Linked DNA regions of Sus scrofa: region 2 is linked to region 1. The links are chromatin contacts, called in public promoter capture Hi-C maps. All regions are on one chromosome and are shown on one strand. The core of a region is the stretch at or near the end of the contact, and the rest is flanking DNA. Distances in the headings are between cores, read along the strand shown.

What was found. Promoter capture Hi-C pulls out the DNA fragments that hold promoters and counts their contacts.
Region 2: a contact with region 1 is called in a promoter capture Hi-C map of liver, with 4 times the contacts expected there. The contact joins the enhancer-like site here to the promoter of PKP2 in region 1. A contact is called at or near these places in 1 of 5 promoter capture datasets (liver) and 6 of 47 Hi-C or Micro-C datasets (embryonic fibroblasts, fetal heart ventricle, heart right ventricle and 2 more).

What each region holds. Positions count from the first base shown.
Region 1 is chr5:41,422,958-41,426,264 of Sscrofa11.1, reverse strand. PKP2 (plakophilin-2) reads right to left here and starts at 1,578. Exons shown (of 13, transcript XM_003126396.5): 1 at 1,133-1,578. The coding sequence starts at 1,355. LOC106507506 (a long non-coding RNA gene) reads left to right here and starts at 1,736. Exons shown (of 3, transcript XR_002344052.1): 1 at 1,736-1,845.
Region 2 is chr5:41,483,676-41,486,841 of Sscrofa11.1, reverse strand. All of the region lies in intron 6 of PKP2 (plakophilin-2), which reads right to left. Among named protein-coding and RNA genes, the nearest start is that of PKP2, 61 kb to the right of the region's middle. Within about 2 kb of position 1,526, at least 8 of the 83 cell types and tissues checked have an H3K27ac peak or open chromatin away from gene starts, as enhancers often do. A contact at or near this core is called in liver, where this site is marked.

The DNA.
Region 1 (3,307 bases), core at 329-2,828:
TACATCAACTATAACCATTAAATATCTTCTCTTTACCCTTTAAGTAATTAAGTCTTGATTGCCTGATTCTTTTACACAAAGGGAAAACAATAGAGCCTCCCAAGGTCGGCTGTTTTAACTCTCTGATCTGGTCTGCAAGCATTTTTCTTTTTCCTTATAGGCTCTACATTTACCATTGCCCAGGTTAACTTCCCAGAGAAACAGTTCAACACTGCAGGAAATAACAAAAAACCCAATTTAATTGTTCAATTTCTTTCCCCTTCTCTTTTCCACAATAAACTTATAATACTTTTAAAATGAAAAAATAAACACCTAATATAAGGACTACTATTTTTTCAAACTCGTTCACCTCCAAGCTTAATTTTTTTGGAGATACCAGCGCTGTGCTTACAAGTGCGTTGGTAGGGCGCAGCGAGGCGGGAGGGGCTGCTGCTGGCGGGGCCAAAGTCCCCTTTCTTCTCCTCCTCCTCATCCGCGGGGTGGTGTGATTGTTCCCCAGCCCAAAGCCTCCTACCCAATCTTTTCATTTCCTAGATCAACCACTCGCTCCGTACACTGGGTGGAGTGCCCCCAGGTACCTGGGCGAGGCACCACAATCCCAATATACAGCTTGCAGAAAACCAGTACTTTCAGGTTTTCTTTTTAAAAAATATTTATGGGGGTCATAGATCCTTTAAAATTTTAAATAAAAGCTAGAGGCACTTTCTTCCAGAAAAATGAACATACCACATTTCTGCACAGAATTTCAAAGTGTTTACAGACTCTCAGAGCCTACAGATGAAGTCCCCGGGGTGGGGGTGGAGGGCTTAGGGAAGCAGGTTAAGGGAGGGGTGAAAATCTTGGACTGAATTCTTTCCATACATACATATGCATTTAATAGACATAGATGACAAGGGTGAGTAAGAGGTTATTTTTAAAAAAGAAGAATGCTTTCCCCAAGTAAGCTGGTCTGAGTCTGAAGGCGCGACAGGTCGTACAATGGGCTGGCGAGCAACAGGTGGGCAGAACACCAGGTCTCGCACCTTCAGTAAGAAGGGAGTCCAAGCAACTGGGCACTGAGGGTGAGGAAGGAGTAGGGAATGGGTAAAAGGCACGGTGAGAGCGATGCAGAAGGCGGCAGGGCTTTACTCACCGTTGCCCACGAAATTGCGGCCCTTCCGGGCCAGGGTCTGCTGCACCTGCTCCTGGATCCGGAGGCTCTTGACCGCCTGGCCGCTGCGACCGCTGCTTCCTGCCAGCTTCAGCTTGGCCTCAGAGGGCAGGGCCAGGCTGGAGCTGTCCAGCTGCCCCAGGATCTGCTGGCCCAGGACCGTCCGGATGTAGCCGCACTCAGCCGGGGAGCCAGGGGCTGCCATGGGGCTGGAGAGGGCGACCGAGCCGCTCGCCTGCTGGAGACCTGCAGGGGAAGCTGCTGCGGAGTCCCGGGCACTGGGCGCGAACCCCGCCCCGCCGGCCCAATCCCGCCGGCCCAACCCCACCGTCCCAGCCCCTCCTCCGGCCCCGCCTCCCCGCCGGTGAGAGGCCAGAGCTCCCGGGAGCGCGGCCTGGGGCGCCAGGCGCCCGGCCTTCACCCGGGAACTGGGCGCGGCTCCAACCGGGCAGGCGCACTCGGCTGGGGAGTGGGGGGCAGGCCGGCCGCGCGCGCCGACACCTGGCGAGATGAACTCACCGCAGGGAAGCGGGAGAGGGCTCAGTCCGCCCCTGGTCGTGCACACTCTCCAGGTCACCTTGGATCCTGCGGGTCCGGCCTGCTACTACTGGCTCTCAATGCCTTGCCGGGCCTCGGCCCTGCCCTACGAATCCTTGTAATTTCCGCTGGATGGACGAAGGACGACCTCCAGGCAGGTGCGCCCTGGAGTCACTTCTGCTCTCGGGCCGAGGTTTGCCTCTGGGATCCCCGAGTGAGTAGTCTGTCTGGTTTGTCAGGCTGTCAGACTGTTCGAAATGTTTCATGGACCTGAGGTGGGAAAGGGCTGTTTGATCAGGCGGACAAGACAGTAGGAGGAAATATGACAAAAAGATGACATGTGTAAAATAAAAACTTTTTAAAATAGGGTTTTTATCCCCCTTAGCACAATTTCGGGGACCGTGTCTTTTTTGCACAGATGCACTCCTAGAAACATATGTTATTCCTCATTGAGAGTTTCGGTATTCTCTTGCATATACACAAATTGTACCCAGCACACTCTCTTTCTCACCCACTCCTCTCTTAGGATCACACCCACATAGAGAAACTCCAATAAGAGGTGCTGGGAAAGAGCACACTTTCAGTAGGTGATACTTTAACAGTCCTTCTAGAGTTGATTAAGCCCTCTTTATGGTAGGCTCTGTGTAGGGGTCCTGCTGGTGGAGCTCTTTCAGTCTTATCTTCCATAAGGTATACTTACCTTGCTATTTAAACGTTTCACATTTAGTTGACTGCTGAGAGCTATGCTCAACAGAAAGAGTCCTTAACCTTAAGGTTTACAACCTAAGCCACTGGTCCTTCTTCCCCGCTTTGGACCTGAGAGGCAGAAAGAAAAACATCTATCCCCAGTATTAAGTAAGATAGCCTTCCCTTTGATTGCTTCGGGTTGTATGTCCACTTTCCTTCAAATCACTCGGTATTTACGGAACCCCATTTATTCAAGTTCGACGTGGCTGGGGAACACAACTCCCCCATTCCCCGTTTTCCTGTGACATACCCTTCTATCTTTACACACACGCTTACTACACAGGTATAAGGCCTTACAGGGAATGAAGAGGCAATCAAGGGGCCAAAAGCCTGGACAACTGGAGTGGTGATAGTTCTGTCACTCTCTCTTGGCTGGCCACATGGCTTAAGTGAAGCCATGTGGATGGTGGTTCTTGGAAGCAATTCCTCCTATCACAGCAGGACCAGTCTTGAGGTAGATTATTCCTTGTAAAGAACTCAATTATATAGCCAGATGTAAAAACTCAAACGTGGTGCTGAGAGTCAATTGAAAAGAGAGATGAGGAGTTCCCGTCGTGGCGCAGTGGTTAACGAATCCGACTAGGAACCATGAGGTTGCGGGTTCGGTCCCTGGCCTTGCTCAGTGGGTTAACGATCTGGTGTTGCCCTGAGCTGTGGTGTAGGTTGCAGACGCGGCTCGGATCCCGAGTTGCTGTGGCTCTGGCGTAGGCCGGTGGCTACAGCTCCGATTCAACCCCTAGCCTGGGAACCTCCATATGCCGCGGGAGCGGCCCAAGAAATAGCAACAACAACAACAAAAAAGACAAAAGACCAAAAAAAAAAAAAAAAAAGAGAGAGGTGAACTAAAGAAGTGATGGTAGAGAATTCCAACAT
Region 2 (3,166 bases), core at 277-2,776, 61 kb before region 1:
GGCCTCAGGAAAAAGTGGATAGAGGAGGGCAAGGACTACTCTAAACATAAAGACAGGACTGTTTGAGGTTCTTCACTTCCACTGGGCCTGAGCAGGAGGATGCCAGCTGGAACTGTGGCTTGTGTTCGATATTCGCAAGAACTTTTCTGGTGATATGACTTTGAAGGTGTGTTAAAAAATAGAATCTGAACCTCTGTATGTCTCCAAACAAAATTTCACATATTTAGGAGGCTTCAGGTGCTTTATCTTAAAGCAAATCAGTGATTCATGACTCTCTGGGACCACTTATCTCATACATTCCTGCGTGTCACAATGAAAAGGAGAAAAGAAAACCAAACATTCTGGACTTTGCTGGAATTAATAAAATTGTCACTGTTAAGATTAATGACAGTGTGACTAAACCTTAAATTTATATGGTAAACTAAAGAATGAACAGTGTCAAATGATAAAAATAACTGCAATTTAGCGTATGTGCTAGACCGTTTGCAGATAATGTTTTCACAAAATTCCTGGAATTAGGATATGCTAGAATCTCATTCAGAATCCTAACCTGTGACTGTTGTTCAAAATCAGAATTACCTGCTTCTAATGGGATTTTAAATGACCCTGCCATAAAAATTTATCTGTGTGTGGCTATGTGCAGGAATACTGTCAAAATACAGCTAGTCTGCCAGCAGTGATAGGAAGTTTGTTACAATATGGAATGCCCAAACTTGGTGTAAGGACAACTGGCCTGGGGAAATGATGAACTAATATGAAATGTTTAAAGTAAAAGACTATAGTTAGTTACCAGGGCATGAGAATGGCAGGTAGTAATAGGGTAGGAGTCAAACTTTTCAAGACATTGTAGCAATAAGTCGATCTAAGAGTTAGGGTTTTTTTGTTTCTTCTTAAATGGGGCTATTTCTACTAACACACTATTTATTAAAGTATAGTTGATTTACAATGTTGTGCCAATTTCTGCTGTACAGTAAAGTGACCCAGTCATACCATATATACATTTCCTCTCTTATATTATCTTCCATCGTGGTCTATCCCAAGAGACTGGATATAGTTCCCTGTACTAACACATAATTTATATGTGCATTATATGTAAGACCTACTGCCTATGGAGCCAGTCTTCAGGGTCTAACCAGCATATTGAGATAGTGATCACCACAATGGTTTTAAAAAAAACTGTGGCTGCATCTTCACGTTTACCAACAATTAATTACAGGCTTCCTAATACTGTGTGTTGTAAATTATACCCTAAGTGGTACCAGTCAATTAAGTGCTGGGTCTGAGTCCATTCTAAGATCCAATAGGCACTTGATAAGACATCGGCCGATAAGGAGGCATCCTTCTTCCTCTTGTTATTCGAGATTTAGGTCTGGGCTTTTGTTGAACTCTCAGCTGACACATATCAAACAGTGGGGCCTTGTCTGTGATTAACCTAGAGAAAGCCAGAGGCACCCTGTGGTTGCACAAAACAAAAGAGGAGCCTCATTTGAACTGGCAGAGGAACAAAAACTCTGTGCCAAAAGAAGGGCTTGTTTGTGACTCTGAAGTCAACATCAGATCCTGCAGGTATCCGCAAATATCAGCCAAAGTCAGCTGTTCATTCTGCAAACAGAAGCAACATTGGGAGTAGAACAAAGCTCACAACCTACACGTCTTATTCCTTCCAGGACAAGGAACATTAACTGAACAGAGATATGTCAGCATCAATTACGGATTAAGACACTAGAAGGTGGAGGAGGAGAAAACCTATCCTTAAAAATCCTTCAGTTCTGCATTCCTACATTTTCAGGTCTTCCAAAAGCATTCTAAAGAGTCAGTTCAGCCAGAGATCCTCTGGTTGATAGGCAAAAGTCATTTCCTCTTGATTTAGGCTGTTCAAGGTAGAGTGCCACACTCCATTTTAAATGAATTATAGACAGCAAACTAATTTAAACAATATGCCCAGGAGCCACTGGAACTTGAGCAGACATTCTTAACAGCTAAAAGAGAAGTTTGAGATGGCAGACCATGATGGATGAAATGCTCAAGACCTAGAGTAGCATAATACTCTGTTAGGTGCTCAGATAGCCTATACCTCCAAGATAGCATACATTTTTAAAAATTTATTTTTTATTGAGGTAGCACTGGTTTATACCAGTATAGAAGTTTCATGTGTACAACTTATACTTCCACTTTTCTACTTCTATATACACTACAGTGTGCTCACCAACAAAATTAGGTTTTCATCCTTCATACAGTTTACCCCCTTTATTCATCTACCCTCCCCCATTGCCTTCCCCTCCGGTAACCACTACTCTGTACTCTGTTATCTACATGCTTGATTTGTTAGGTTTGGTTTGTTCACTTATTTTGGGGTTTTTTTTGTTTTTTGTTTTTTTTTTTTTGTTTTTTTTTTTTTTGGCTACACCCGTGGCATGTGGAATTTCCTAGGCCAGGGGTTAAACCTGAGCCACAGCAGTGACAATACCAAATCTTGAATTGCTAGGCCATCAGGGAACTCCCTGTCTGTTTTTAGTTTTTCAGCTGAACTCATGGCATATGAAAGTTCATGGGCCAGGGATCAAATTCAAGCTGCAGCTGCAACCTATGCCACAGCTGCAGCAACACTGGATCCTTAACCCACTGTGCATGACTGGGGATTGAACCCGTGCCTCAGCAGTGACCCAAGCCACCACAGAGACAACACTGGATCCTTAATCCCCTGTACCATCACAGCAGGAACTCCCTCCTTGTCTGTTTTTTATGAGTGAAATCATATTCCACATATAAGTGAAATCATACAGTTCTCTGTCTGACATTTTACTTAGCATAATACCCTTAAAGTCCATGACAGGCATAAACTTTAACCACAAGATAGCAATAAAGTCATCAGTGGTTTTATCCAAATATATCAACTCATTTAATTTTTTTTGATTATGAATTAAAAAAAATTAATAGTAGTTCCAACTATGATGAAGATAGTATTATTATTTCTTTTTGGAAAAAGACTTTGTCATAAGATATAGCTAATAAAGCACTACCTCCAATTTAAGACATGCACATAACTTTTAAACATGAGGATGCGATTAAAAAAAACCTCTTGCAGGAGTTCCCATTGTGGCTCAGCAGTAATGAACCTGACTGGTATCCACAAGAATACAGGTTTGATCTCTGGCCTTGCTCAGTG